Regions from separate parts of the Sus scrofa genome. Here region 1 is linked to region 2. A link is a contact called in public HiChIP or PLAC-seq data. All regions are on one chromosome and are shown on one strand. Each heading gives the region's core, a stretch centred on a gene start, on an enhancer-like site or on the middle of the called end of the contact. The rest is flanking DNA. Distances are from core to core; before and after follow the strand shown.

The links. HiChIP or PLAC-seq counts read pairs in DNA pulled down with a chosen protein or histone mark.
Region 1: a contact with region 2 is called in an H3K27ac HiChIP or PLAC-seq map of alveolar macrophages. The contact joins two enhancer-like sites. A contact is called at or near these places in 2 of 2 datasets of contacts at active chromatin or transcription factors (alveolar macrophages and skeletal muscle).

Annotation. Positions count from the first base shown.
Region 1 is chr14:90,874,153-90,879,216 of Sscrofa11.1, reverse strand. The region is part of intron 4 of ALOX5 (arachidonate 5-lipoxygenase); the gene reads left to right. Among named protein-coding and RNA genes, the nearest start is that of ALOX5, 30 kb to the left of the region's middle. Within about 2 kb of position 3,781, at least 10 of the 83 cell types and tissues checked have an H3K27ac peak or open chromatin away from gene starts, as enhancers often do. A contact at or near this core is called in alveolar macrophages, where this site is marked.
Region 2 is chr14:90,613,767-90,619,327 of Sscrofa11.1, reverse strand. LOC100522401 (WASH complex subunit 2A) reads right to left here. Exons shown (of 33, transcript XM_003133111.6): 18 at 4,970-5,071; 19 at 2,761-2,892; 20 at 778-944. Among named protein-coding and RNA genes, the nearest start is that of ZFAND4, 27 kb to the left of the region's middle. Within about 2 kb of position 1,642, at least 1 of the 83 cell types and tissues checked has an H3K27ac peak or open chromatin away from gene starts, as enhancers often do. A contact at or near this core is called in alveolar macrophages, where this site is marked.

The sequences.
Region 1 (5,064 bases), core at 2,532-5,031, 260 kb before region 2:
TTCAGCCTGGAGCTTTGATTGCAGGAAGTTGGCAAGGCTGGCAAAGTTATGGCCTCTTCAAAGGAAAGTGAGAAAGAGCGCTTCCTTCCCAGTATAAGGGAACAGGGCAGAAATGTGACGGAGGTCTGGGATTGGTGACCAGCCTGGAGCAAAGACCAGGATGCTCAGACCATTACCCACCATGCACTCCTTATCAGAAGAGATTGGGTGGGGCAGCCCTTTGAAGGGTACCCTTCCCCTTGGGGTCTGGGCTTGCAGTGTTTGATAAGAAGCAAGGAGATGTGACAGAAATCAGAGCCGTGTTGCAGAAGCTTGACCTGGCAGCCTCTGAGAGTCAGATGAGCCAGCGCAGAGATGGGGAAGAGGCTGAGCAAAGACAGGGAATAGGAGAGCAGAGAGGACTGCAGGCATGGATGCACTAGGATCCAGCTGGATTTCAGGTCAAAACGGGGAGAGGCTGAGGGGAGAACCCCAGGCACCCTTGACATTGTGCATCTGGCTTGTAGGGAAAGTAGGGTGGCCATTAAAAAGGAAAGCTGGAGGAGTTCCTCCTGTGGCACAGCAGGATCAGCGGCATCTCTTCAGCACCAAGGGTGCAGGTTCAATCCCCAGCCCAGCACAGTGGGTTAAAGGATCAAGTGTTGCTGCAGCTACGATGTAGGTCAAAACTGCAGCTCAGATCTGATCTCTGGCCCTGGCACTCCATATGCTTCGGGATGGCGAAAAATGGGGGAGAAAAAAGTTTGGGGGGTGATGAGACGAGTCCAGTCTTGGAGCAGATTGAGATTGAGAGCCTGTGACCAGTGGGACATGCAGGCTGGGGGTTTAGCGGAGGCTTCAGGGAGCGTTGAGGCCAATCAAGGGTGGGAGCCCGACAAGCAACAGGGGAGAGGGGGTTGAGAGCCGGATAGAGGTTTTGTTGCAGGGAAGGGGGAGGAGTGTGGTCTGAGGGCAGTAACTCCTCCCACCCCTGCTCCCAGCCCCACAGACCTGCCCCCCACTCCTGGTTTGAGGTCAGGCAAAATTACATAAGTGGCAGCTCCTTGAAAGGAGCAGGTGGTGAAGAGAAGGAAACAGCAGGGCCCCGAGTTGAAGGTCAGGAGGAAAGATGGGCTGACAGTGGATGGGGAAGGGTTCCCATGGAGGCAGAAAGAGAGCGAAGCAGTGTGGCAAGGTCTGGGGTGGGGCTCCCTAAGGCAGGGTGGGAACAAGAAGGAGTGAGATGAAGTCACGGGAACAGAGAAGCTGAGGGAGCCTATTCTCCTGACTTTGGAAGCCACAGCCACAAGGGTTTGCTGGAAGATGTCCCCACACCCTCTTACTGCCACCCCAGCTCAGAAACAAGTTGGTTCCCCAGCACCAAAGCACTCATAGGAATAGGATTCTCCCCTTTACTTCACAAGTGCTACCCTAGTCCTCTGATCTTCTTGGAAATTTTTACGGTCATCTCCTCCTTGTCCTATCTGTTCCCTGTCTGTATATCAATCATTTTTACCTCTAGTGAATTCTCTTATAAACTCAGAGGTATCCCATTGGAAAATAAATTTGTAGCAGGAAATGTAGGGGGAAAGAAGAGTCCCACCCAAAAGGCAGACAAACCTGGAAGTGTTTAATTATAGTCACCAAAGTAGCAGGGGTTTTTTTGGTTTAAAATGGGTCATAAAATTATGTTAACACCAAGAGTTCCCATCGTGGCGCAGCAGAAACGAATCTGACTAGGACCCATGAGGACGCAGGTTTGATCCCTTGCCTCACTCTGTGGGTTAAGGATCCGGCGTTTCCATGAGCTGTGCTGTAGGTCAAAGATGCGGCTCAGATCTGGCATTACTATAGCTGGCATTATTAGAAATGCTGTGGCGTAAGCAGGCAGCTACAGCTCGAATTCAGCTCCTAGATTGGGAACCTCCATATGCCATAGATGTGGCCCTAAAAAAAACAAAAAACAACAACAACAACAAAAAAGATATGTTAACACCAATCATAAAGCAGTTTCCTTTAGAAGGGGTTTGTTCTGTAGTCAGATTAGTTTGGAAACCACTGCAATCCCTACAGCAGTGGTTCTCAAATTATAGCTTGCATCAGAATCTCCTGGAAGGCCTGTTAAAATCTGGACTTGTGGACCCACCCCCAGAGTTTCTGATTCAGGAGGTCTAGGATGGGCCTGAGAGTCTGCATTTCTAATAAAGTTCTGGGGGTGTTGATGCTGCTGGTCCATGAGGTTATACTTTCCTGGAAAGAAAAAAAATCAGTTGATCTATTAAAATTATAGTACCAAGTATCAATTCATCTCTAATTACCCTTTAAAAGCAAAAGGTCACCTTATTTAGAGCCTGGTCAGCTGCACTTGTTTCAAACTCTGCGAGAGTTATATGTTTTCTGACCCATGTCCTTCCTATGATACATGGCTGATGCTGCCTAGCTGCTAGAATTGCTGTGATTTAAATGAACTCATGTAGGCAGTGCCACTATGGTGAGGTCTAGCACACTGTGTGTGAGTTCCCTCTTGTTTCTCCATTCTATGTACTTGGGAGGACTTTCTCCTCATTCCAGAGCCCAAAGAAGGAGACTGGCCAGGGAGGTGTCATCTCAGGCTCTGTCATTGCCTGTTTTCTGGCTTTTAGGAGATTCTTCCACTCCCAAGGGATCCGGTCCAGAGGAGCAGCCAGTCCTTTGACAAATGCTTATTGAGCTCCTGGGGGTGGGGACCTGAGATGAATCAAAAGTGGACCCTTGGTCCTGACACCAAGAGGCTTACCATCTAGAGGGGACCAAGCTGTGGACAGCACATCACAATAGCATGTGGTAGATATTCCTTAAGAAAGGAGTACTGGGAACACTTGAGGCAGCGAGGAATCTCTGAGGAGACAGCACCAGGAAAAAAGTTTTCTAAGAGAGAAGCCCAACTTGGGCCTTGAAGGATTCATTGGAGTTCACCATGGTGATTGGAGGAGCAGAGGGGATGGTATTTCAAGGCAGTGAGAATTCCAGGATTGAGGAGGACCAGAGTGGGGGCCTCTGCAGGGAAGTGGTACTGAGTCTGCCAATGCAGGGAACTGGGCAAGGATCTCAGCCTTTACGAGGGTGGAGGTGTAGGATCATGGGGGTTTGAAGCATGAGGTCCATGGGGCTCAGCATTTTAGTGTCAAGAAGAAGGGGGTTGGCTGTCAGATGCTTCAGAGAGATCAGGGGAGTTTAGAGCTGACTTTTTGGATAGAGCCACTAAGAAGTCACCAGTGCCCTGGGTGAGGACATGTGGAGGACAGGGGAGTACATAAAGAGGAACCTATAGGTAAATACTCTTCTGTGAATTGAATGTGAAGGTATAAGGGGGATGAGTGAATTAGACAGAAGGACCTGGGGAAGCAGAGAGCAAAGGGCTGTGCTGTAGCCTGGATTATGAATTTGTCCTCTGGTCCGCCCAGAACACCACAGCCTAAGGCTGCAGACTTTACTGTTAACAGTAAGTGATAATCATAGTACTAATCGCTAACATTTGTTGAACCCCTTTTACATACCAGTGCCTTCTCTATCTCATGTCAGCCCTGTGAGGCAGGGACAATCACTGTGCCCATTTCATGGATGAGGACACTGAGGCACAGAAGGTTAGGGATTTGGCCAATGCCAGGTGGCTAGGAAGAGATTGGGCTGGGATCTTAGGCCAGGCCCTTAACACTCTTTGCTGACCTGCCTCCACTTCAGCTGCCCTCTCTGGCCTCGGCCTGACCTTGCATGTGGACTCCCAGCCCCACCCAGGACTCTTGTGTCCAGGCCCCAGCACAGGAACTGGGGCTCTGAGACCCCCTAGTGGTCTGATGGGGAAACAGCGCCTACCCTGTACCTGGCAGCCCTTCTGCTCTGAAAATCCCTGACAGAAAAAACCCAGAGCCAGGACCTGGCCTGCGTCCCGAGGCTCCCATCATTGAGCTGCTGCCTGTGGAACACTGAAACTCAGGCCAGAGATCACCAGAGGCCTTTCCCCTGAGCCTCCGCCTCTGGGCAGCTTGGTTTCCTCACCACTTCTGGATAATTCTGGCGAGTTTCCTCCAAGCCACCTGCTCTGCCTGGTACAAGGCCCGCCCTCCAGTAAGCCTTGCCACCCATGCCAAAGAGCAAAAGCATGAAATGGGAAATGGAGAAGCTGTAGGAAGAAGGAAAAGGGCTGGGGAAGCAGAGGAAACAGGGGCTCCCGCCTCTGCCAGCATAGGGCCAACAGCTAGTGCCCAGTCCAGGTCAGCCACTCCGTGTGGCTCTTGCCTGGCTGTGTTCTGTTTTTACCTGGCTGTGCCATTTCTTGACCATATAATTACCTGGCTATGTGACCTCAAAAAAAGCCAGGGGCCATCTCTGGCTACAGGTTCCCCTTTGTGTGATAACAGATCTTGAAGTCCCTACTATTCCAGGTGTCTTTAAGCAATATTTTGTATGTAGCAATATTTTGTCTCCAGATATAACTTGCAAATATGTTCCTCCTAACTCCACTTCTTCCGGGATCTGTGGTTTCCTCCGAGTATTGCCAGACCCCACCCTGTTTTTGGTGCCAACCTTCTGTTTTGAAGTCAAAGAGACTCAGCTGGGGGGACCGTGACCTACACGGGGCTGTGACTCACTCCCAGTTCCCCACAAGATGCCGCGGGGTCCAGGACCTCTTTGCAGACCATCTGGTGCTGGGCTTCCTCAGGGCTGGGAGGACCGTAGGCCTAGGAAGGCCTCTCTTCTCCCAGAAATAAGTCCTTTTCCACAGCAGACACTGGAGGTCACAGTGAGGTTTAATCCTCCACCTTAACAAGGGTTTCTGTCCCAGGACATGCAGCCTACAGGGAAGGTAGAGGAGGAGGGCTGGGACACTGGGTGAAGAAGGAGCTAGCATGGCTGGTAGACACTTAGCTGGGAGGCCTGACTAGCAGTGGCGAGGCCGCAACAAATGTGTGTAAAACAAGCATGTGTGTAAAAGCTCTTTCCCCCCCCCCCCCCCCCCCGAGGGTCTGGATAAAAGTGATGATGCTACCAGCCACAGATAGGATTATGCCAGGGTTTTTTCCAGCTCTGAGGTACTGAGCACCTACT
Region 2 (5,561 bases), core at 393-2,892:
AAAAAACTACAACAAACTGTACTTAAACCCCTAACAAAGAAAAATAATCTTTTAGGCTAAAAAAAAAAAAAGATAACTAGAGGAAATCAGATAAGGACCCACGAAGAAAAACATTTCCGAGGACCAGGGAGAATACTTGGCAAATGAAAATCAAAGACATTCTCATTTGCACAATTACCAGTTAATGAATGATCAGCATGCCACCTCCAGCAACTGACACCTTGCACCTGATACACAAATGCTGAGGAAATTATTTCTTTTTTCTTTTCTTTCCTTTCTTTCTTTTTTATTTCTTTTTTTTTTTTTTTTTTTTTTTGTCTTTTTGCCATTTCTTGGGCCACTCCCACTGCATATGGGATGTTCCCAGGCTAGGGGTCCAATCAGAGCTGTAGCCGCCGGCCTACACCAGAGCCACAGCAACGCCGGATCGTTAACCCACTGAGCAAGGGCAGGGATCGAACCCGCAACCTCATGGTTCCTAGTCGGATTCGTTAACCACTGCGCCACAACGGGAACTCCCTCTTTTTTATTTCTAAATGGCCACAACCGCAGCATATGGAAGTTCACGAGCCAGGGACTGAATCGGAGCTGCAGCTACAGCTTTAACCCACTGTGCCAGGACTGGGGATCCTTCGACCCACTGCATGCATCAGGATTGGGAATCAAACCTGCAACCTTCACAGCAAACCAAGCCCCCGCAGTCAGATTTTAACCCACTGAAACACAGCAGGAACTTCCAAACGCTGATGAAATGATTTCTTATGATGACAGTCTCACCTGTTCTTAGCAATAGCAAACAGATCATCCTCATCCTCCTCCTCAAAGAGGCTGGTCTTCTTCACGGTCTTAACTTCTTGGTTCTGGGGGGCCACAGAGTCCCTAAGTTCTCCTTTAGACTTGTCAGTTGCTGAGTTGGTCTGTGAGACAGTAGTATTCCACTGGTCCTTAAAGTATAAAACATACATTAAAATCCTGTGGCAATTCAGATTAAGAAACCTGAGCAGTAAAAGAAAATTCACATTCCTTAAACTAAGTATATCACTTCTGAAGAAAGCTCATGTCCAGGACTTTACTGAACTCAAATCTAGATGGCTGGGTTCTTTGGCCTCACAGACCTTCTGCGTCTTCCTCCCTCACCACCTGCCACAATGTTTCTCTATGACCCTACTCTGTGTTGGGACAGGGAACTAACTCAACTTCAGAGATCACAATTCATGACAGAGGGGGATGAGAAGGAGAAGGAACATTTTAAGTCAAGAACTCTCAACTTTGGAGGAGAATAACGCTGGAATTTAAATTTTTAAAAATCCCAAAGCAGACTGGGAAAAAAATGTATAAAAATCTCATGCAAGGTAAACAAGACAATGAAAACTGCTAGGGATCCTTTCACAACAAAATTCTGAATCTGGCTTTTAGGAAGCATCTAAGGAAACCTCACCTAGTTATTATGCTTACCCCCTCAAATCAGGAAAGCCTAAGCCCTTGCTTAAGTGGTCCTGTGGGTTCTGGAATCTAGAGCTTTGCAAACCAAAGTGAGGTCCACAAGCAGAAGCTTCCGTTACACAGAATCTCAGTTCTACCCCCAACTTTCTCAATCAGAGCCTGCTTTTGTAACAGGATGCCAGGTGATTTCTTCACAGTTATGGTTTAAGAAGTGTTGCCAAGAGCAGTGACATTTGACACTGACCACACACTGGGATCCCCAAAAGAGCTTTAGAAAATTCCAGTGACAGGCCATACCCCCAAAGCAATTAATTCAAAATCTCCAGTGGTAGAATCTGGTAGCAGTACTCTTTAAAGTTTTCCAGCTGGTTCCACTGGGCAGCCCAAGGTTGGGTCACTGTTATATATAATTTATCCATATACCTTATAACCTCATAACTTATCTATCTTGTTAAAAGAGGAAGGTTTTTAATGCTCACAGTTTTTAACATCATTATATTTAAAGTCTTTTTCTGTACAGCTAAATATGAATAGCAGCTTAATACAGTTTAACTGTATTCTCAACTAGTTCTGCTACTATGTATCTAGACAGACAATGAAGACATTATGTTAAGACCATTATAGAAAAGGAGTTAAACCAGCTTAGGCTAGTCCTACCATATCTAGCCACACTTCTTTTTTTGGCTATGCCTACAGCATGCGGAAGTTCCCAGGCCAGGAATCAAATCCACAACACAGCAGCCACCCAAGCCACTGCAGTGACAAGGCTGGATCTTAACCCACTGTGTCACAAGACAAATCCTAGCTATAGTTATTAATTAATGAAATACAGAGAGCATTAACAATGTAAAATATGATCTAACTCATCTGCATAAGCATATATTACAATTTGAAGGCCATACTTATTTTATTCCTAAGCATTTTGGAAAGATTAATCTTTAATTTAATATATCATACTAAATATCCTTCTTCAAGAATAGAAAGACAGGAATTCCCATCGTGGTGCAGTGGTTAACAAATCCGACTAGGAACCATGAGGTTTCAGGTTCAATCCCTGGCCTCGCTCAGTGGGTTAAGGATCTGGTGTTGCCGTGAGCTGTGGTGTAGGTCGCAGATGCGGCTCGGATCCCGCTTTGCTGTGGCTGTGGCACAGGCCAGCAGAAAAAAAAAAAAAAAAAAAAATAGAAAGACAGTCTTGTCAACATAGTCTTTCACTAGATTTAAAACAGGCAGAAAAGAAAATGTTTAAGACAGCCAAAACACTTAAATACATCAAACCATCTGCTATTCTTCTCTAGGAGATAACTTCTAACCCACCTCCTCATCGCTGCTAAACAATAAGGCAGATGCTTTCTTTTTGGAAGGCTCAGAGGGCTTTGCTTTCTCTTGGCTCTGAGTTAGTAGAGATGATGTCTGCTTCTTAGCAGTTGTAGCCCCAAAAAGATTATCCTAGAAAAACAAATGGCAAGAGATTATGACAACTTTGTACATACAAAACAAAAAACACATTCTCTCATGTCAAATTGTTAAAGAATAAGTCTCTAGTCAAGTGAAAAATATACATAACACTTTTTGGGGGGGCGGGGGAACACCACACAATGCTAGTAAATCCCACTTCTCTCTTATGTATAACCCTACAACAGCCAACAATCTTCTCTAACTGTATCCATCCACAGAAGGGAAACATACCACAGAATTCAAAGCCAGAACACCTGGCAGATGGGGAGTAATATGAGGACAAGGTCACATACATAGGAGGGAACCTAGCTCCATGCAGTCCCCCTGTCGTGGGCCCTCTGTGATTATTAGGGACCCACAACCTTAGCTGGCCTGAAAGCAGTACAGCCCCCTGTGCAGCCAGGAACCTGTACCATTCTTTCTATGAATTAGAACCCAGGGCAATGGATAAGAAGAAAATAGGGAGCTTTCTTCATTCTTTACATCTACAGACACCAGGGACAGAGGGAAGGAATGGCTTGTGTTTCTGGTTAATTATAAAAAGACAATACAAACTTAAGACATGGTTTACTAAATAAAATCACTGGCCTACTAAGAGCCAATTCTTATAGGTTCAATGGCATTTGTAAATTTTTGTATAGCTAAGCCCTCCAAAAGTACCCATTAAGATACTTTTTATTTAAATAAGAGGAACAAAATGGTCAAAAGGCCTGAACCCAAGCTAGAAAAAAAAACACTCTTAAAAACATACAACAGGGAGTTCCCGTCGTGGCGCAGTGGTTAACAAATCTGACTAGGAACATGAGGTTGCAGGTTCGATCCTGGCCTTGCTCAGTGGGTTAAGGATCTGGCGTTGCCATGGGCTGTGGTGTAGGTCGCAGACGCGGCTCGGATCCCACATTGCTGTGGCTCTGGTGTAGGCCGGTGGCTACGGCTCCGATTAGACCCCTAGCCTGGGAACTCCATATGCTAGGAGTGGCCCAAGCAATGGCAAAAAAAAAAACAAAAAACCACACACACACACAACAGGTGAATAGTCCTGAGGTGTAAAGATTCAATAAAGGAAGCCCTTAAGGAAAGTTGGGCAGGTAGGAAAGGCCGTAAGAATAATGAACTGGCACTAACTGGGGAGACTAATGACAGAGATAACATTTACTATGTACTTACTACTTGCCAGGTGCTATGCTGAGGGCAGTGCATTAGTTGTTTTAGCTGTCACAATGACCCTATATACTACTAAGCCAGAGGAGATTCAGAAAAGTCAAGTTATTTGCCCAAGGTCCCTGATTTGCCTGTGGTACAACTAGGGATCTAATGCCAAAGCCATTAGCTTAGCCACCACACAATACTGCATAAGGAGGAAGGTTTGGTTTGCCTTCCTTCTCATTTCTTTACTTTGCTTTCTTTCATTTAGGGTAGGAAAGAAAAGCAAGGTGATGGCACGACTGCCTTCTCCCTCAACTCCCATTTTATCCCAGACATTCCTATAGATCATTGGGGTCCATCCCTACAAGGTATTTCTTAAAGGCAGATTTTAAATATGAAATCTAGGGAGTTCTGTTGTAGCTCAGCAGCTACAAACCTGACTATTATCCACGAGGATGCAGGTTTGATCCCCAGTCTTGCTCAGTGGGTTAAGGATCTGGTGTTGCCGTGAGCTGTGGTACAGGTCACAGATTCAGCTTTGGATGCCACATTGCTGTGGCTGTGGCATAGGCTGGCAGCTGCAGGTCCGATTCCATCCTTGGCCTGGGAACTTCCATATACCGCTGGTTGGCCCTAAAAAAACACAAAAAAAAAAAAAGAAAAAAGAAAAGAAAAATCTTAAAGCTTTACACAGAGCTGGGTCAAGAAAATCTAAGGTCCTGCCCATTGCACAGCTAAGAGAAACGTAAGAAGAGAGTCAATGAAATAAAAACAATTGTTTTTGTTACGTAAGCCTCAGAGAGCTTGACTGTTTCCATATCACTTTGTTCTAACTGTATGAGCCTCTGGTTAAAGCTACATCAGCACTGATTTTCTGCTAATCAAAGACTTGATTATCCTGTGATGCAGTAACAGTGTTTACCTCTTCATCTTCATCATCAAAAAGCGAGACTGAGGTGGGGAGTTTGCTAGGCAGGGGAGATGCATCTTTCGACTTATTCACACTTTGAGAAGAAAACAAATCCTGTCGGATCAAGATGAAAGTTGCTGGTTAACAAAATGTATTGGTTCTTAAAGCATCAGAGGAAAACACTAAAGACTATGACATGGCTGCAGTGCTTCCAGATCTCTTTGTCAGACAGGGAAGCTGGCTGTCACAGTCCCTGAGGAACTTCCACACATCAGAATCTGTCCTCACTGTGTGCAGGCGAGAAGGAGAGACCCGCATGGAACTCCAAGTGGCCTCACTGGAACCTGGAGCTTCTTCGACACATCCACTTGGATGACTTAAGGCAGGAGGAAATTTTCCAATTTCCTATCTTGCTAAAAAAAATAAGAATAACTTCCTTTTTCTGTCCAAAGAGTCAGAGAGATTAAACAGATTTCATAATGGAAATAGAAGCTAGAGTCCCAAGTTACTGGATCTAAAATTCTGTTTTATTTAGTTACATCCCTCTTTTCCTCTAATAAGTATATGATATTTTTCTTTTAAATAAAAACAAGTTCAGCGTTCC